2 separate regions of the Mus musculus genome follow, and region 1 is linked to region 2. A link is a contact called in public promoter capture Hi-C data. All regions are on one chromosome and are shown on one strand. The core of a region is the stretch at or near the end of the contact, and the rest is flanking DNA. Distances in the headings are between cores, read along the strand shown. Region 1 holds the start of Zfp652 (zinc finger protein 652). Region 2 holds the start of Nxph3 (neurexophilin 3).

Region 1 (5,089 bases), core at 1,843-4,342, 230 kb before region 2:
CAGTCTGCCATTTCCCTCCAGCAGAAGCTAACGCAACCTCTTAAACCACTGACCACCCCCACCCCCCACCCCCCACCCCCCACCCCCAATTCCAGACCTCCTTATATCACAACGCCTAGTTCTCCAAACCATGGCTCAGCAGCAGCCTGGATTATTAGGCATAAAGAATGACTAAATCAACCAAACGATACCAGAAAATTCTTGACAACTGCCAGGCTCTGAGGAATGAACAGTAAGAGAACTCAGTCACTACAGCCCTTGAGTGCCACTGCCACTGCAGAGGTCAAGAACCAAGAGCTCAGAGACAAGCCCCTGGATGGACACTGCTCTGGAAAAGGTCAGATGGCCCCTGTAAGCCACCATTTCTGCAACGATTAGTTTTCTCTTCTCATGAGATTGTCAGGGTTGTCAGGAGCTGCATGAAGACACACAGCACAAGATTCTTTAGGAATGGAAAGGGCTTGGGTTTTTTTAAAAAGTATTTCTTTATATAGTTGAGTGTTTTGTCTGCTGTATGTATATATACTGCATATGTGGCTGGTGCCCAAGGAGGACAGAAGAGGATGTTAGATCCCTGGAACGGGGGGATGAGCTGCCATGAGAGCCTTGGGCACCAAACTCAGGTTCTCTGAAGAGTGCCCAGTGCTGAGCCATCTCTTCAGCCTAGGAGTCTGCACGGCTTTCAGTCAGCAGAACCCACACAACACAAGCACAAGGGTGAACATGCTATGATAGGAGAAGCACAGAAGCTTACAAACAAGACCTGGTGTTTTTGGTTACTCAATCAAATTCAAGCTAAAAAAAAAAAAAAAAAAAAAAAAGAATAAGAAGAAAGGAAGAAGAGGGGGAGGACGGAGGGAGGGAGGGAACCCACAAAATAAGCAGATCATAGAGACAGAAATGAGGAATGCCTTTTCAGTAAAGAGCCACTATGAAATCCAAGTTTGACCTCTAGGGGGCAGCACTGAACCATGCTCCATTGGACTGACCCTGCAACCAACTTCTGCCCAGGCACCTGCTGGAGAACATGGCCAGAGTCTCTTTTATTTACCCAGCATACCTCTATCATGTCATGATTTACAAGCTAAATCAGTGGCTTATAAAAAAAACCAAAAATCTCTTTAAAGAAAGGCATTCAGTTATTGATTAAAAACAATTGTCTAAAAGAGAAAATTAAACTTCCCACACCAAAAGTAAAACAATTTATCTTTTAAAGTTAGCTTCAATATGGTAATTATTATATACATCTTATGGACACATAACAGACTTACCATGTATGAATATCCATTAATACACAAACATATACATACACCAATATAGCTGCAATAAATTCAACACCTCTTAACCTGTCACAGTACAATCTTTCCAAGACACCAGAGTGGTTTGAATAGCACGCTTTGTTACATCAGCAGCACTGTACAGCAACATTATTATGTAACCCTACTGCCAGGTAAGCAACATTTTCAAACAGCTCAGCCTCTGTTTAAGGTTTGCATATTCCCACGGGCTTGCCTCTTGACACATTTAGTGTTGCCATCTCTCCACGGGTGTAAGGAGATCTTCCATTTCCACAGGTCTGAGTCATGGTCTCTGTCCCCATCAGCTGCACTAGACTCTGACATCCTTCTAATTGGAAAGGACCTTTCTCTACTCCTGGCCCTCACTCGGCAAACCTCCCACCGTGACAGAAGATGCCAGAATGAATTATCTCACAGGTCCCACAACAGAGACTCTCAGTGCAAAGTCGGCGCTGACTTTACATCCCAGTCAGTCATCTATAACCAATCCCCCTTCCAGTGCACCTGGTTCTCACTAATCCATCGTCAGTTAAGTGTAATGCTTTTGAAAGACAGGATTAAGCCTTGGTTTTGAAAAGACCCAAGCAGCAGAGTCTAAAGTGATAATTGGTGAAATCTGTCCCTTCAGCCTCTATCCTCTTGGGCAGACACCAGATGACTCTGAACAGCCAGGTCCTAGCCTGGAAACTTTGCCCTCCGCTGGTGAGACCTACCTGAATGTTTTTTTCACAGTCTGTTTGCTGGTGAAGGGACAGCTCACTTTCCAGGACAAACTTCTTGCCACATTTATCACAGATCTGCATGCGCCTGTGAGTAACGTTCATGTGCTTCTCCAGGTACCAGCGAGTATTAAACACCCTGGGGCACTTCTCACAGGTCAGAGTCTCTTTCTCTTCACACTTAGCTTTCTGAACTGGCGCTTTAGCCTCCTTGGTGGCCCGCTTCTTCCTCTTGGGTAGCTCTGCACTTTTCCTACGGCCTCGAGTTGTGCGGGGTGCAGGGGAAGTGGTAGCTGCGGCAGCAGAGGCCGCTCTCCGGGTTCGCCTCTGTGTAACCCTGACTCTCTCCACTTGCTTCTCCTTTTTCTTCTGCCGTCCGTTCTCTCCGTAGTCACTGCTGTTATCTGTGGCCTCCTCCTCAGTCTCTTCCTCGTCTTCCTCACTGCTTGTCTTAAGGACAGGCGTCTCTTTGGACTGGGAAGAGACACCCTTTTCCCCTTTAGAGACATTTAATGTTTGGTTATTAAGGTTTACCTCCACTATGATCTGCTCCCTTTTGTAAGAGACTTCCTCCTCCTCTTCCGTGTCATCAGAATTCTCCCGGTCTTCCTTGACAGTATGCACATCAGACACTGCCCTTGGCTCCCTGAAATATGGCTGCTCCTCCGTCTCGTGGAGATGTGGTTTGCTCATCTTGGTGTCTGCTAGCACAGAGTAAGGGCTTCCAGACTCCCTTTTATACACTTTGGTGGACAGGTCGAGCTCCTGGCTGGCACCATGGTAGAAGGTGGGTGGCGCCTGACTTCGATGGCTCTCTTCCTGGGCCATTCCTTCTGCATGCACTGCACAGGGTTCAACCAGCTCCGGACAAGGACTGGCTGTGTAGCTCATTAGGAAGTGGCCCAGTTCAGACGACACAGAACACCTTGAAAACAGGGCAATTAAGACTCAAATCTTTCTCCCTCCACGGAGAACTAACTACTCAAGAAGTGAGAATAAGAAACTCCTGCAGCCTGCATGCAGTTCTTCCTGTGTCACAGCACCACCGCCACCTTAAGTCAAAAAGGGCTGTTCTTACGGCAGGCGCAGAGCACTCCTCGTCTTCTTTCGAAGAGAACTGCAGGGGACTTGGAGCATCTTGTCTATAAAGAGAAAAAAAAATGAGGGAAAAAATTATATCACCATATTCTTCTTAGGCCATGGAATTCCTCACAACACACAAAATTTAAAATCATTACATTCCATACACTTTGATTCATTATTCTCCTCAAATGGTTTGAAATGGATATTATTTTACAGGCTTGTATGAGTCCCCAATTTCAGTTAGAATGTAAATTCTATCATACCAAGAGCCATATCTGTCAAATTCACCAAACTATCTTTAAAGCAGACAGCATGTGTTTGATGAAGAAATACCTACTACCACATGATGTCTGCCACACTGGATGCTGCAGGGTCTGCTGGTATCAGTCTCATGATACAAAAGGCCATGAAACACTCAAGGGAGTCATACTGGCAGTTTCCTTCAGCATCAGCCACCACATCTACCAGAGTGAGAACCCACACACAAGGGCAGCCACATGGGCACTGCAGGCCACAGAACTAGAGCAGCTAACTGGCACAACCACACAAGGAAACCGACCTGGCCTTTAATAATTATAAATGAACCGTCACCATAACTTGCCTCAGCTATGGGAGCACCGCTGAGGCGGTTGACACTTGGTGCACAGCCATGCTACAACTGGGTGACTTTTCATGTGTCAGTTGCAGAGAAGTCAAAATTCTGAGAATCAGTCACCACCAGGTCGGCACGGTTCTAAGAAAACTAAAACCATCCATGAAAAAACAATGACGGGCATACAATCTGCTTGCAGCATGCTTATACTGCTATTTTGCCAGCTACCCTGCAGCTGAGTCATACAAATGACAATGGAGGACCTGTATAGTCGAGTTGACAAAAGGAAGGAAAACAGTATTTACTGAATGTCTGTCATGTGATGGGCACCAGAGACATTTTTATTATTCAGCATCTACTTAGTACCTACTGCAAAACTTTGGGGCTAATTTTTAATTAATTAAAATAAGCAAAGCTTAACTTTCCCCCTTCTTCCTCCTGAGATGAGGGTCTCACTATGTAGCCGGGCTGTCCTGGAACTTGTTGTACAGACGAGGCCACCTGGTCTCACAGAGTTCTGCCTACCTCTGCCCCCCGAGGCCTGGGATGAATGATATGGCTTTTTCTTAATATATTGGTTCTACTCGGCTGAAGTGAGTGAAATCTTGCTACGAAATAACCTTAGTAAGAAACTGTTCAGTACACTTGACGCTGAACTGCTATGTAACTTTAACAGGTAACAGGAGTCACTCAGACCCTGCTGAGCTGCTCTACATAAAGCGAATACACTGTTAGGGAAGAGAACATGTAACCAACGAGGCTCATAAAGAGACCAATAAATACGGTTACTTCTAACCTGACTCTGGTACTGTCGATCCTAAACTGTAGCAACAATAGTCCACTAATAATAGTCCACTTAAATTGTCCATTAATGCAAAAAGTGGGAGCCAAGCAGCAAACTACACAACTGTAAGGTCTGGCCAATTCTCTAGTTTATAAATAATCAGAGGATTTGCATTTATACAAAGCACTTGGTCACATCCTTGTTAAACAGGTAAGTGTTTCCCATCTGCTAGATACTATACTAGTTGTAGTAATCGACCTGTATGAGGACAGAGTTGCTCTCAGGTACTATCTAAGGACTTGCTAGCACAAATAGTCTCCACACAAGAACAAAATCAAATATGTATTCCTCACCACAAGCCAGCTGAAGCACCTAAGGTTCATCAAACAACCCCTTGGGCCAAAGAAGCAGCTACATCCTAAGTAAGCTACTCTGCCAGGATGCCAGCAGCATTCAAAGCACTCGCCATTACCCACAAACGTCATCTAAATGTAGAAATAAGTGTTAATTAAAAGGAACTCTTTATCTTTACGGTAAGAAGCATTGTGTGTGTGTCACTGAGATAGTTTTCTATTAAAATCCAACATAGCTCAGGCTCTAATAAAATTCAACA
Region 2 (5,883 bases), core at 801-3,300:
CCTCTCCGGGTACATCCTCCAGGCCCTATGGGGACTGTGTCTTTGCACGCATCCCAGTGAGTTATAATGATTGATTTTCACACACAGGGCTAGGAGATCCTTGAGGGCAGGGATGGTGTCCCATTCATCTCTGTAACTCAGGCTCTGGATGGGAGCCTGGTATGGAGGATAGGCTCTACCACTGGCTGATGGATGAAGGCAGAGAAGAAACTTGAAGTGGGAGCCAGGAGTGTCCAAGAGGGGAGTGGGGGCAAGCGTGGCAGGCAGAGCAGCCAGAGCAAATGTGTGGGAAGTGCAAAAGCGAGCCCTTCCGTTTACTGCACTCCCACGGTGCCCGCCAACCATGGCGCCCGCACTGGGGACACACACTGTGTTCTTCCCACCTCCAAAGGAAAGATCTGAAACCTGGCATCCCAGCATGGCAGTAACCTGCCCAAGGTCACACAATGGGCTGGGGCCTGGCGTGGAATCTAAGACTGTCTGGCTTGAAAACAGTACCCCTTCTGCTGGGCCACACTGCTTTCCTGGGGGCAAGACTTGGAATGAGTAAGGAGTGAGCCCAGCTTCGTCTCTGTCAAGCTGAGAGCGGGAACTAGCTGCCCACGCTCAGACCAACAGCATCTTTCTCCCAGCTGGACCAGAAGCTCCAAGGCCACACAAAATTTTACCTGTTCCTTCCTCCTCCCCTGCCTTTGGCAGTCTTTGAGTACACACACACACACACACACACACACACACACACACACACACACACACACTGCAAAGAGCCCGAAAGGCCCAGGGCACCCAGGAGACAGGGGGCTCATCCAAGCTACCTCCTTCTGCAGTCTCTCCCTCTTTGCACTTGGCCCAGGCTGATATTAAGATTCATCTGCATTCCTCGCACAACGCCTGGCAGATGGTGGGGGAGGAGGCTGGGTGTGAGCTGGGGGCTGCAGCCAGGGACCACACTGGATCTCAGAGGGCCACAGAAGAGAGTGTGGAGAGCTTCCGGTAGACCCAGTGTAGGCTGGGGCCACTCCAAATGCCTCCATGCGGGTCCTAGGATTCGACCTTTTGTTTTTCTAAAGACCAAAGGAGTTGTAAAGAGCTCAGAAGGATGTCTAGCCATTGAGGGCAGGAGGGTGGTCCTGACCCTTTGGGATCTCTTGTCTAGGTCTTAATCTTTCTTGTCTTGGTGATTTGAAGAGAACAGAGCAACCTAGGACCCCACTGGGGTGGGGCCCTTTTCCGCCTGGTGACACCTGTGCCGTGGGAAATGGGTAGGGAAGAACATGCTCTGAGAGGCCTGTTCACGCCATTTATGCCTCTATTTCTCAGGAGGCAAACCCTTACCCCAACCTCAGAACCCAGCCTGGACCCTAGTGGTCTCTTCAGCCCAGCGCCTCAACCAAATGCTTCGTACTGATTGCTCTTAGGTCGTCTAAGAAGAAAAGGAACGAATGTGCTAGGAAAAAGGGTGCGAGCTAGACACTTAGAAGAACTTCCCTTAGCACCCTCATCAAGTCTTGCAGGAACCATCAGCTGTGATCCGCTGTAAATATCCTTGAGCCCTTAAAAATGGATTTAGGGAGAGTCGTCTTTCCAAATTCTAGGACTCCTAGGGTGGAGGTAGGTAGAGCGACAGATTCCCGTGTGCCCGCTACAGAAAAGAAGGCGCGCTGCCAGAAGGGCGGAAAAGCTGGTGTCCCCATCCGCGGTCTTCCAGCCTCTTGCCTCCTCACCCAGAGCTCCTCCGCCCTCCTCCTGTCCCCTACGCTGGAAATTGGGCGTCCCAGGTCCCCAGGCTGCTGGCCGGCAGGGGAGGAGTTAAATCCGGAGGTACCGACTGGGCTCACCGTACCTGCCGCCGCCGCCGCCGCCAGTGGGAGGGACGAGGAAGCGGGAGGCGCCTGGGCGCCAGGAGCGCTCCAGTCTGGCGGGGCGCAGAGCGGGGAGCGGGCGGCCGCGGCTCGGCGTGGCCCGGGGCGTCCGCCAGGGGGCGCGCCACGACGGGGCGGGAGGGGCCGTCTGGTCTGGGGAATTAGCACCGGGGACGGGCGCGCGCGCAGGTCCCCAGCACATCTGGGTGAGAGCCGAGCCTCTGGAAACAAGCCGGGCGCCGAGCGCCTGTCTGGAGCGGCAGAGTCACCGCTCAGCCGGAGCCCCTTCGAGACGCTCCGGGCGCACATCTGGGACTGGGAGAAGGGACCGCGCGGCGAGCAGCTGGACTCGGGGAGGGGGCGGCGGCTGCACAGCTGGACCGAAGGGGGCGGGGTCGGTCCCAGCAACTGGCTGAGGGGAGGGCCGCGAGCCACCGGGGACCGGAGCATGGGACAGCGCGCCTGAAGGAGCAGTCCGGGACGGAGGGGGCCTGGGACCCCGAAAGGAAAAGAGAGACGGGTGAGAGCAAAGGAGGAAGATGCAACTGACCCGTTGCTGCTTCGTGTTCCTAGTGCAGGGCAGCCTCTATCTGGTGAGTGGTCCGCGGGGAGCGGCGCAGGGCGGGGGCCAGGGGATGGGGAGAGCGCGGGAAGCTGCGGAGCCCTGAAACTTTCTCCCTCCCCCCACCCCGGCATCCTGGGGATGCGGTGAACGCTGGAGGCTAGGGGAGAGGGCGGGTCCGAGGCCAGAGGCCGGACTGGAAGGGTTAATAGGGGCGGGGAGGAGGGTGCTTGGATGGCCCACCCACTCCGCGGCTGATCGCGGGAGGTGCGAGTGACACTAGGGAAAAGGCCCCCCAAGCTGAGTAGCCAAGGATTACCCGACCTCTCGTAGCAGCATCCCAGGACGCGCGAAACGGGGGTGGGGCAGGTGACCTGCCCGGCCAGGGGACGCGGTATTCTTCTTTGACCTCTGGGGCCCAGAGAATCCCGAACTGTGGGCCCTGGCGCGCCAAACCCGGGCGGACCGGGGGCAGCCCCCGCGTCCCTGCCTCCCGCCGTCCCTCTCGCTCCCTCCCTCCTCGCCTGTTGTTTTCCTCGCCTCTCCCGGCAGCGCGCAGCCCGAGCCCCACAGGACCTGGGCAGGCGGCTCCCGCCCCAGGCGCTCAAAGCAGCTGAGCTGAGCGCCCAGACCCCGCTCCCCCGCGGCCCAGGGTGCCTTGGAACCCCACCCTGGACCCTACCCTGTAGCTTAACTCTCTCGCGACCCGCGCCCACCGCCCCACATCTGTCCCGACCCTAATCCTGTCCTGGAGAAGCCTCCGCCTCGGCGCCACTGGAACGGCCCCCTTCCTCAAAACAATTCCCATTGACAGCAACCCTTCCATTCCTAGTCCACTCTAGGACTAGGGAGGATGTCTTCCCTGCTTGGCCCTTTCCTGTGGCCCTCTTTACTACTGAGCTATTGACTGTCTCAACCATTTAGTTAAACCCTAGAGCCAAGTACGCACAGGTGGGCAGCCTTAAACCCAAACCCAGGAGCCTTCCTTCTTGACTCCTGACCCTGGGGCACTGGGGACTTGGGAGGCAGGAGCAGCCTTAACTCCGAGACTGGCTTGGTCACCAAGGCCAGAGCAAGAGCATAAGAACTAAACCCTTTGGAGCCTCCCATCCCAGCTCCTCAGGATTCCCTCCGCCCCACCCATGTCATCATCAGTCCAGATGTTGTGGCTGAGCTCCTGTCCCCTCACTGGTGACATAGACACACTGGGAAGAACTCGGTTTCGGGAACTGAGCAAACACACATTCAGGCCATGGAGCCTAGGGAACCAGGTAACCTCCCTGTTGCTCTGCTGAGCCCCGCTGGCTCTTTCCACTCTCCTCCAGGAAAGCCTCCCCAAGGTGTGGCCTGTCACCATAGCTGAGCCTGTGTAGGCAAGACAAGCCCTGGCGGAGTCTGACAGGGCATTCCAGGTGGAAACAGGGCTTTGATAAAAGTCTTTTGCAAAAGGTCGTGAGGTGGGACTGTGTCTGTTGATGGGAAGGCTGACACTTGTGGCCCATGTCTTGTGATGTAACCTGCAAGGCCCGATGTCCTCACCTGTGAAATGGGACTCACAAGAGCTGGTCCCTCATCATGCAAGTGCCATCTTGGCATGTCATCACGTGTTCCCCAGAGGAGGATTTTGCTCCCACAAGCTTGGCCATCCTGGGTGTGCCATCTGCTCCTGGTCTCCTAGCCTTAGCAAAACCTGAACCAAACTGGTAACTGACCAGGACTCTGGCTGGGTTCTGGATTCGTATTTTGTGGTGCATAGGCTGTCTTTGCCTCTAAAGTCGGCAGTTATACTGGGCTAGGAACGGTGTCCTAGCCAGAAGACTAAAACGTCTTAAAAGATATACGGTGTGTGTGTGTGTGTGTGTGTGTGTGTGTGTGTGTGTGTTGACAGAAGGGAGCTCCCAAGGTAGGGGTGGGGCTCCCCAAATAAATTGCAACTCCCAGCTCTAGGTGAAGGACTCCTGGAAGATAGAAAGAAGTGACACTTCCCAGGCACCTGGACATTTCAAGGGTAGAAACTCTCCCCCTAACTGGGCGGTCTTGGCTGGCCTCAGTGGAAGAGGCTGTACCTAGACCTGCAGTGACTTGAGGTGTCAGGGTGGGTTGCTATCCAGGAGGGACCTCACCCTTCTCAGAGATGAAGGAGAGGGAGAGATGGGGGAGGGGCAGTGGGAGGAGGGACTGGGAGGAGAAGAAGGCTGTGATTGAGAAGTGAATAAATAAATTGGAGGGAAAGGGGTAGACAGTCTGCATTCCCTTCAGACTGGGGGGGGGGTCTTCTGCAAGATCAGAAGCCAAGCCCTCCCATCTGACTGGGACCTATCTGGAGAGTAGAGTCGTATGTCTCTGGTACCCTAGTCCATGGAGAGGAGAGACGTCCAGAAGACCCCCTCCAGATTTTGAATGGCAGGCTGAGGCAGGGCAGTAAAGATGAGATATGGAGATGACTGAAGCATCAGAACACGAGGGTGGATTATGAAAGAGCCAGGGTGCACACCTGACCCCCAAGGGAACAAGTGCTTACTTCCCCACCCCACCCCTTTAGCCTGAGTAGACAGGGACAGAGACCAGGTAGATACTGATGGGATGCTCTGCCAGATCTCAAATCTTCTAGGTCCTCTGAGGACAAGGTTCTAATTCTCTTTCCAAATCCCTCCGTAGGTCATCTGCGGCCAAGACGATGGCCCGCCTGGCTCAGAGGACCCTGAACACGATGACCATGAGGGCCAGCCTCGGCCTAGGGTGCCTCGCAAGCGAGGTCATATCTCACCTAAGTCCCGCCCCTTGGCCAACTCCACCCTCCTAGGGCTGTTAGCCCCACCCGGGGAGGTTTGGGGTGTCCTTGGGCAGCCCCCCAACCGCCCCAAACAAAGTCCCTTACCCTCGACCAAGGTGAAAAAAATATTTGGATGGGGTGATTTCTACTCCAACATCAAGACAGTGGCCCTGAACCTGCTGGTCACAGGCAAGATTGTGGACCACGGAAACGGGACCTTCAGCGTCCACTTCCGCCACAACGCCACGGGCCAAGGTAACATCTCCATCAGCCTTGTACCCCCCAGCAAAGCTGTGGAGTTTCACCAAGAGCAGCAGATCTTCATCGAAGCCAAGGCATCCAAAATTTTCAACTGCCGGATGGAGTGGGAGAAGGTAGAACGGGGCCGCCGGACCTCGCTCTGTACCCACGACCCAGCCAAGATCTGTTCCCGTGACCACGCTCAGAGCTCGGCCACCTGGAGCTGCTCCCAGCCCTTCAAAGTTGTCTGCGTCTATATTGCCTTCTATAGCACGGACTATCGACTGGTGCAGAAGGTGTGCCCAGATTACAACTACCACAGTGATACCCCCTACTACCCATCTGGGTGACCTAGATGGGCGGCAGAGGCCGGTGCAGGAGGCTGGCTGGCTGGACACTGGGCAGGGAAAGGGATGGACCTCAGGTAGGGAGGGGGTGGAGAGGAA

Evidence for each region. Capture Hi-C pulls out chosen DNA fragments and counts their contacts.
Region 1: a contact with region 2 is called in a promoter capture Hi-C map of pancreatic islet. The contact joins the promoter of Zfp652 here to the promoter of Nxph3 in region 2. A contact is called at or near these places in 3 of 484 Hi-C or Micro-C datasets (cortical neurons, embryonic limb bud and trophoblast stem cells) and 1 of 9 other capture datasets (pancreatic islet).

What each region holds. Positions count from the first base shown.
Region 1 is chr11:95,747,070-95,752,158 of GRCm38.p6, reverse strand. Zfp652 (zinc finger protein 652) reads right to left here and starts at 3,092. Exons shown (of 5, transcript NM_201609.2): 1 at 2,012-3,092. The coding sequence starts at 2,908.
Region 2 is chr11:95,510,732-95,516,614 of GRCm38.p6, reverse strand. It overlaps Nxph3 (neurexophilin 3), which reads left to right and starts at 2,050. Exons shown (of 2, transcript NM_130858.3): 1 at 2,050-2,455; 2 at 5,083-5,883. The coding sequence starts at 2,402. The coding sequence ends at 5,787.